Linked DNA regions of Anser cygnoides: region 2 is linked to region 1. Evidence: chromatin contacts called from public Hi-C data. All regions are on one chromosome and are shown on one strand. The core of a region is the stretch at or near the end of the contact, and the rest is flanking DNA. Distances in the headings are between cores, read along the strand shown.

Evidence for each region. Hi-C and Micro-C count contacts between places; a contact is called where the count stands out from the background.
Region 2: a contact with region 1 is called in a Hi-C map of liver, with 1.9 times the contacts expected there. The contact joins the promoter of CLIP2 here to the enhancer-like site in region 1. A contact is called at or near these places in 4 of 7 Hi-C or Micro-C datasets (granulosa cells and liver).

What each region holds. Positions count from the first base shown.
Region 1 is chr18:4,441,647-4,446,190 of Taihu_goose_T2T_genome, forward strand. It overlaps CLIP2 (CAP-Gly domain containing linker protein 2), which reads right to left. Exons shown (of 17, transcript XM_048068096.2): 6 at 3,958-4,155; 7 at 2,743-2,846; 8 at 262-322. Among named protein-coding and RNA genes, the nearest start is that of GTF2IRD1, 32 kb to the left of the region's middle. Within about 2 kb of position 1,620, at least 1 of the 3 cell types and tissues checked has open chromatin away from gene starts, as enhancers often do. A contact at or near this core is called in liver, where this site is marked.
Region 2 is chr18:4,496,952-4,501,335 of Taihu_goose_T2T_genome, forward strand. It overlaps CLIP2 (CAP-Gly domain containing linker protein 2), which reads right to left and starts at 3,134. Exons shown (of 17, transcript XM_048068096.2): 1 at 3,000-3,134.

The sequences.
Region 1 (4,544 bases), core at 370-2,869:
CATTCGGATAATCAGTTTTTAACACTGCTTGGCAACTCATGGCAACATTCATAGCCAGGCTGGCTGGCTGGGATTAATTCTAGGCATCTCCTGGCATTACTAGTGATTGGGCAACATACCAAAGAACAATCTTCAATTTATACCGCAGTGTTTGCAGCAGGTCACTAAAGGAACTGTATTGTTCAGAGTTGAACAAAAGGTGGCAGAAATTACTAACGTAAGGCCACATGTGCAACTTCAGGTTTTGGTGAGGGGGCTTACCTCCAAATCCCCCTTCGTTATGGATTCTTCCTCCACGCGGAACTGCAAGTCCTCCACTTTCCTGCGGAAGGGAAAGGGAGAGACAAAGTTACCAGTGACACCCAGATTAGCATCCCACCTACAGGCAGCGATTGCACATGGGCCTTCCCTGCACAATAAAAAGCTGAGAAAAAATGATGCAAGCTTTATATATCAACAACTCTGCAGAAGCTAAACGTCAAGATACAAGGAGCAAGACAGTTAAGCAAGCCTATGCATAGCAAGCATTTGCCTTTTTGTAAGGTACATGCTCCCAGACACGCTGGTCCTGCTGTACTATTTCTCAGCAAGCACAACTGCTGTTCATTGACACCGGGATCCTGAAAATAGTAAAGCCACAGTTTTCACTGTTTTACTTAGACCCTGTTATCTCGCAGCAGAGCACCGGGCAATTCCTGTGCCAAACGCAAATGGTCCATACAAAATACTCCAGGGCAATCAGAGCCTCTGCCTTCTTGGCAGAGGGTGAGCAATGCTTCATGTTGCCACAACACGGAAATGGTGAGCTACCTTGGCAGAAAAACCTTCAGAGGCTGTACAGGTCAATCACGTATAAATACGCATAAAACCCCACGCACGAACTCAAAAGTGCCTCAGAGTCTTTTGCAAAGTCTGTATCTTGATTGGATTTTCTGTTCAAAGTAATTCAATCTCCTGCTAAACTCATCCTTCTTTGTTCTCTTCACTGATTAAAAAAGGCAATAATGAGGATGTTGCACTGGTAGCCAGATGTAAGGACTCTGATTCAGTTACAGATAAAAATAGCTGTGGGTGTACATATCTAACTTCATAAACAAGCTTCCTTGTCTAAACCTCCTCTAATTAGAGGAGGCATCTGTTGATATTTAGGAAATAGCTCAGCTGTCTTGGGTTAAAGGGCCTCCTAGAGCTGGGAAAGTGAGCTGCCTACCCAGGGAACACAGAGACTTGTGCACGAAACAACAATTCATCTTCAGGGAGCGTTGTTCAATTGAAACCCACACCATTTTCAGTTTATTTTCCCCAGTTACTTAATACACAGAAATGTTTTTCCATTCCCACTGGAGAGTTCAATTATATATATGGAGCAATTGGCCTCCAAAAACGACAAGCAGATCTTCACTCTTATCCAAAAAGGAAATGTATGCATCATCATACATACATAGATGGGGCCTCTGGGACATGGGGAGGCAGCGAATCACACAATGGCAAGGCCATACTGCAGTATGACTTGCCTTCCTCAGGAGGAACGTCTGCAAGATTAGCAGCACATCAACAAATAGATGGGGAAAGAAACAGTCTTTAGCAAAGCCACACTGTGGAGAAAGTATGGGGACCTGGGATTGCCCAGCCTGCAGAGTTCTCTTTATAACTCAATACTGTTATTTTATACTATATTGTTAACCCAGAACACCTGAAGGCAAAAGGCTTTGCTCCTTGTTGATACCGAATTCCCTTCTTTACTGAGCAATTTCAGTTTACACAGTGACATGGCTCAGTCTGGTTACGGTACAAAATTCCAAAATTATTGGTGTCACCAGAACCCTCCATTCTTTCAGACTAATAATGCTGCTTCTCCCTGCTCTGTGTCAGGAACCAAAAAACAGGGAAGAAGGTTGGAAACCCTCAGTAACTTCACTGCCCAGCAGGAGACCACAGCTATTTGGTCTTCAGCTGGCAGTGGTCTATAAAACAGTTGCCCACACTGTATTGTCAATGCAACACTGGCGTTGTCAAATGCCCTTGGACATGCAAGCAGCCTGTCAAATATTTACCAGGGTCCTCACACGAGTGCCAGCAGCTTGGAGTCATAATCAGGAATGGAAGCTGATAATGTCTTTTGTCTGAAGCGCTACATGCATTTGGCAGGGAAGCGGGTCCGACCATGCAACATCTTTTGGCAGAGAAGCAGAGCTGCCACCGTGCCAAGCATGAGCTGTCCTGGCTGTTTGTCTCCTGCCTTTCAGTTACTTTGCAACAGGGGCCAGGTTCAGCAGAGCGCATTCAAAAACCCTGATATTGCTCACATCACAAAAAATCAGCTCACTGCAACCCCAACAGGAGAATACAGCATCGAGTGACCTCTAAGAACCTTAAGACAGGAACGTATGAGAATAACTAGAAATATTCCCTTGTTCATTTGTGATCAGCAGCAGGCTGTCAACAAATAGGAGAAGTCACTGTACTGGACGCCCATCCCTAAATAAGTCATTCCAGATATGCAACTACAGCAACCTTGTTCTGAACTTGTTACTCAAAGCAGCACCACCTTTTCCTCCATGCAGGCAGACTGCAGTGGCCAAGACAGAGGAGCACAGCATATTTAAAATATGAGAAGACATCCAAAGATGACCCTCCTAGTAACTTTTTTTTCTCCTTAGATCCAACCATTGATGTTCTCGGGTACAAGCTTCATCTCCCCCATGATTTCAGCTCCCCCACACCCATTCACTCCTGTTTTACCTCTTCTCTTCTTCCAGTTGGTTCAGCAGTTCGATCTTCTCCTTTTGCATTCCATCCACCAGTGCTCGTGCCCGCTGGAGGTTTCCCTCTGCCTCTGTGACATACTGCAGTGGTAAAAGAGCCCAAGTCACAAAAGTTAACCATGTCTGAAGTTCAGAGTTGTTTAAAAAAAAGGATCAGAACAAGGGAACAGAAGGTTCTGATGATGTTTCAGAAGCTGCTGTTTTAAGAAGGTGGATTTTCCAAAAAGCCCAGTATAAGCATCAAAAAAACTGCTGAATCTACTCCAGCTGTAAATCTGATCTGTGTTTCAGCACCAGCCTGACTCGAACACTTTGGATAATCCAGCTCTGATCAGATTTAAACACTTCAAGCCTGAACAGTTTTGAAAACCTGGCCCAGGGTTGCCAGATCTGGTTCTGCCCTGGTCATGAAGCAAGAGTCATTTCAGAATTGCATGAATTCATTTGTTACTGTTAATTACTGGGAAATATTTTACACAAGGAAGATTTCAGCTTGCAGTTGATTTGCCATTTTTTTGCTCCGTTTCTGACAGGCAGGTATGGCCCAACACAGAAAGATATACAGCGTCACCCCTACTCCCTGGTAGCTGCATTGGGTTTATAAACACAAGCAAGGAATTCAGGGCAAGAGCAGTGGTTAAAGAGCCATACGTTGATGAATAGCATAAACCTGTAGCTCTTTTCTTTAAACACTCAAGTGGATAAAATACCATCTATTTAAATCCTTACACAATCAGCCTGTTTTCCTTATGATTGATGACTCCGTTAATGTGATCGAAGCATTCCCCTCTGGCAGGAAAGCAGTGACGTGCAAGAACTGAGCTGGTGTCCTCAGCAGTGTCTGACAGCATCAAAAAACACTGCAATGCAGTCACAGCCAAGGCCAGAGTGGGTGGCCAAGGGGAGTGAGTTTGCTTTCCACCTGCATCTCAGCATTCAGATGTATTGATCCGCCAGACACAGATATCACCAGCCCTTTGTCTGCTCCCTCCTTGGGACAGAGAGAGCACGTCCCACTAGCAGGAATGGAGAAATAACCTCAGCTTCCTGTGTGGTGGGTTAAGCAAACCCCACAAAAAAGGCAGAAATTCAGAGCCCAGTTTCCAAATCAGGTAGCTGCAGCACAGGGTTAATGTTATCACGACCTGAAACTCCCTAAGAGTGCCAGCGAGGAAGCCGTGCTACCTCCTACCTGCTCATGTTGGGCCTTCATAATGGCAATCTCCTTCTCCACCTCGCAGATGTGGCTGGTGGCTTTGGCAACTTCAGCCCGCTCCAGGTCACGCTCTGCCAGCAGCTGTTCGATGTGCTGCTGCTTCTCCTTCAGCGCCTCCTGCAGAGCCGTGGTGCCAGAGATTTTTCGGGCATAACGTGAGGAGGTCTCTGTCAGCTGGAGAACAGAGTTAAAAAGAGGCAGGAGTAAAGTTGTGTCCTTCCCAGTCCAGGATAGCCTAAAGTCCCCTGTCAAATCTGAAATATACCTCATCTACTGATTATTTATTATGCTGTACAGAGCTGTAGTGCCAGCTCTGTGCCCTACAAGTCATGTTAATGAGTCTGCAAAAAGATTGGGCATTGCTTGCAAGCTCAATAGCTCTCCTACACTACAATGGAAGAATAATTTCCCAAAGGACAGGACATGGGGTGGGAATTAGGTCAGGAAAGGTTACCATGTATTGTATCATCTGCCTTTTAAAATGCATTTTATCAACGCCCAGCACTAGTGCAGTCCCAAACAGCAAGCTCAGCTAGGAGGAATTATATCAATTGGAGGCTGGT
Region 2 (4,384 bases), core at 1,884-4,383, 57 kb after region 1:
ACTCGGGAACACCACATCCAATTCCTTTCTCCTACCTGGGCTTCTCGAGTGACCTCTGACAGCCTGTCTCCTTCATTCAGTGACTGACCTCATTTGGTTGGTTTAGGAAACTGACCAGTACTACAAAGCCCCAGTCTTGCTGGGGTCCCACATTCCCAGTAACATCAACCAAGGTGCTCTCTCAACCAACTAAGACCTGAAACTCTGCTGTAAATATCATGAGAGCAGTGATAACAGAACAAGAGAGACATTGCTGGCCATCTAACTCAGCAACAGAGCACTAGAAAACATTTTCTTGGCCCTTCTCAGCAACTTCCTTGATTGTTCTTGTGCTCAGAGCCCTTGGGAGATGGAGGGGAAAACAGGTCACAAAATACTTATAAAAGATATTTATGAAAAAAATAGATATCACTATAACTGCTGTCTGGGTAAGTCCATACCAGTGTCTAACAGAGGTTAGCAACAAGTCGTGCTTGGGTCCAGCTACCTGTACCTGGGCTTTCCCAGAGCTTTAGAAGTCGGTACATAAAGCTTGCCATGCATTGTGCACGCTCCGCAAAGCGACACCGACAGCATGCAGCCGGGGGATGGAGTCTGCATTATATATTGTCTTTGTCATAATCCTGGTGAGGACAAAAAAAAAAAAAAAAAAGATTTATTCATTTCCGCCTGAGTTTCAAGTACGGAGGAGGCGTTTTCATAATTAAAACCAGCAACCTCAAGCAGGAGGTGGAATCCATGCCCTTACCCATTTTATCCAGCCAGTAACACAAGGGAAGAAGAACTGGGGTGCATACCCTTACGCAGCCACATCCCTCAGCACTGGAAAATCCCCCTCTGGGTCCTTCATCGTTTCTTCTGCCAGTGAAAGAGCACGAGCAGAGAGAAAGAGGAAATGCACCGGGAACCGCTACTTGCTGGCATAAATTAGGGCAGCCTCCAAGGCCAGAGGCAGCGGGAAGTCAGAGAGAACCACATACCAACCCTTGGCCTCCGCAGATAATCCAGTCCATACGTACCCCAAGAGCATCCCTTAAACACACAGTTTTTCCCCGTAATTGAAGGCAGGCCCCCACACGAGCGCGCCTGGGACGATAAACTGGTTCCAGCACCACTTCTCCCTGACACGCCTGTAGTGGCTGGTGCTAACCTTTTAACTCGTGGCTTGTCTCAGAGCCATGACTTTGAATTCCTGTGCTCTCGGTGATTTCTGGCACGCAGTGACACCTCTTCGTGAGAGCACAGCTGCTCGGGGCAGACCCTCTCCTCCCACTCCTGGCGGGCTCTAACAGCAGGCAGGTAATTTCTTGGAGCGACCCAAGTTCAGGAACAAGGCAGGCAGCTGCGCCATGCACCGCAACCCCAGCAGTGACCGGGGGACCGACGGGGCTGCTGATTAAAGCGCTTTCTCTCGGAGCACCACAAGGCACAGGAACGCTGTCTAGGAGGCAGAAGAACTAAGGCCAACAAACCCAGACAGGCACCCCAAACATATTTCTGTCCACGCACTGACCAATCCTTCTCGAAACGCAAGTCACCCCACGGAAACCCTCCTAGCCAGCGCACGGCTGGGCTGACGAAACTCAGCATCCGCCCCAGCAGGGTGGGTTTCTGAGCCCGGGGGCTGGCAGGCCTGCGGGACTGACACCGAACAGAGCAGCACCGACGCGGCGCTTTGTCTGCAGCGCTTCCCAGCACAGCTGCAGCTGCCTGGCTGCTCCGAGGTACCACCACCGGCCTCCGCTCCATCCCTGCATGCTTCCCCAGGCAGGCTGCTCGCTGCTCCGGACCAGGAGACGCGAGGGGCTCAGGACCCGCCCGGTCCATCCTGCCATTCAGCCACAAGCATGCCGGCAGCCCCCCAGGTTGGGCCTTCCCCGCTAAAGGGCACATCTCCGCCACCAACAGAAACAAAAAAAAACCCACCACGTCCGTTCCTTTAGCGCGCAGACCGTGTCGATACCTGGATCGCTCAGAACAAAAAGCCGGCGAGAGGACGGAGCCCAGCAAGCAGCCAGGCTTCCCCGAGACAAAAGAAAATTCCCCGTTTGCCGAACCCCAACTCGCTCGGCGCTGACTGCTGACGACCCCCCCCCCCTTTACCTGCATCTCCCCGGCATCAGGCCCTGCGGGTCCGGCTGCTCCCAGCAGAGACGGAGCGAGACGTCCACCGTGACCCAAACCCCACAGACCCCCACCCCACAGACCACCCCCACCCCCCCGGGACCACCCCCACCCCCCCGGGACCACCCCCACCCACCTACAGCGCTGCCACCCAGCGCCGAAGCCCCCCTGGGTGCCCCCCATCCGTGAGGTGACCGCGCACCCCACGATGGGTGCCCCCCTCAGGGTGGCTGCAGAGCCAGGAGGGGGGAGCCCCCCCCCCCAAAACCCACCCCGTAGGCAGGGCAGCGCCTTCCCCTCCCCACCCCGAGGACGAGCTGCCGCGACCCACCCTCGGCTCCCTCCGTCCATCCCCGCCTTTGTTGCGGGAGCCGCGGCCGCCCCTTCCCCGCCGAGCCCCCGCCCGGCGCCCCCCTTACCCTCCCCGCCGGGAGCCGCCGAGCCCCTCCCGAGCGGGGCCGAACCGAGCCGAGCGGAGCCGAAGCGATCCCCGCGCGGAAGGGCCCGGCAAGGCCCCGAGCCGCGCCCCCCCCCCCCCCTCCCCTCCCCGCCGAAATCTTTGTGGTTGTCGGGCCGCGGAGGCGGCGGAAGCGGAGCGGGAGGGCGGGAGGGAGGCTCCTCCTGGAGGCCGCCCTGCGGGGAGCGGGCGGAGGGCTCGGCTCCCTCCGCCTGGGAAAACCTCCCTTCCGAGCCGAAAAAATAAGCGATAATAATGATTAAAAAATAAATAAAAATAATAATAATAAATTTGAAAAAAAAAAGGAAAAAAATATTTTTTTTTAAAAAAAAAAAAGGAAAATAAAAGGTTTGCTGCCTGCAGCCCTTTCCTAAAGAAATGGGAGGGGAAGGATAAGAATAATAGCGGCCGAGCCTACCTCCGGCTCAGCAGGGAGGCTGTCTCTCTCCCTCCCTCCTTCCCTCGTGGCCGCGGGGCTGGGCTCCGGGAGGGAGGGGCGCTGAGCGCACCCCAATGTACATCCTAGCAAATGGGCTGGATGCGGGGAGAGCAGGAAGGGCTGGAGGTGCTTCCTGGGGGGGAAAAAAAAATAAAAATGAGAGAGCCCTGATTTTCACGCTGCAAAGTGAAAGCACCTGCAGCCTGGGGAAACTCATTCATTCAATGGCAGGAAGGGGGGGCTGAGCTAATAGCATCATCGCTCGTCCTTCACCGCCTCCTGCTCGCTCCCAGAGCCATAACGGGGCTGACATCAGGTGGAAACACCCTGCGCTGGGTCGTATCTAGTGCCTGTGCCTGACCTTGAATCTTTAACTCGGACGGGAAGGAAAGTGCTTTGTGCAAGGGCCACGGCTCCACGCAATGCACATCACAAGCTCTGCAGCCACCTTGGAGCGCCCGAAGGGCAGCACCAGACTTTGCACATCAGACACTGCGGTGGAAGGCCACAAACCATGTGGCAGAGGAGTAGGGTCCCGCCTGGAAATGGTCTTGTAATTTGGTGCCCTGACTCTGCCCTATATCCCCAGCAAGAGCCCAGGAAAACATGATAGAAGTGCAAGTGAAGGAGGTGCAGGCAGCAGAGCAGAGAAGCCGCAGCAGAAGTCAAGAGAGCATCATCCTGATGATGAGAGCTGACAGCGTCAGCAAGACAATCCAGCCACGAGCAGCCTCATTTTCCATCTCGCAGAGGGGAAGCCAAAGCAAAGCGAAATGGCTGGTCCCAACCAAAAATAGGACCTGGAGCACCCGGCAGCGACGCCTCTGCTTCAACTGCTCGTTCGCTCCGCTTCCCTGGTATTTTCCTACATCCAAACCCAAGTCAGTGCTTTGTGGTTTTGGATGCAAGATGTTTTGTCTCCTCTCTAATCTGTAGTTGCCTAGGGAGACAGCGTGTCACCAGGAGAAAGGAGCTGCAAGAGAAGGTGCCTCTTGAGTCCTTCTCTGGACTCCAACAGAAGGAGCTTCACCAGACTTCACCCCGACTCGCCAGCTCTGCCAGTTCACATCCTCGGGTCTGAGGGTTTCCCCTTATTGCAATGCTAGTGGTGATGGTGACCACCCTTTGCTAGCTCCAGAGAGACCAACGAGAAGTGCTGCCCACAGCCCGGCGTTTTGTAAGGCGGGGGAGTGTAAATTTAAAGCAGTTTTGAAAAAAAAAATCCTCTTTAATGTTTTCAGATGAATTTCAGATCTAATACAGCTCAGCAATTAAACCTTGTCATTTGTGATCAACTGCACCATTTTCTGCTCTATCTTCTATAATTTGTTCTTGTTGCTAAAACCTCTATGTAAACATTTAAT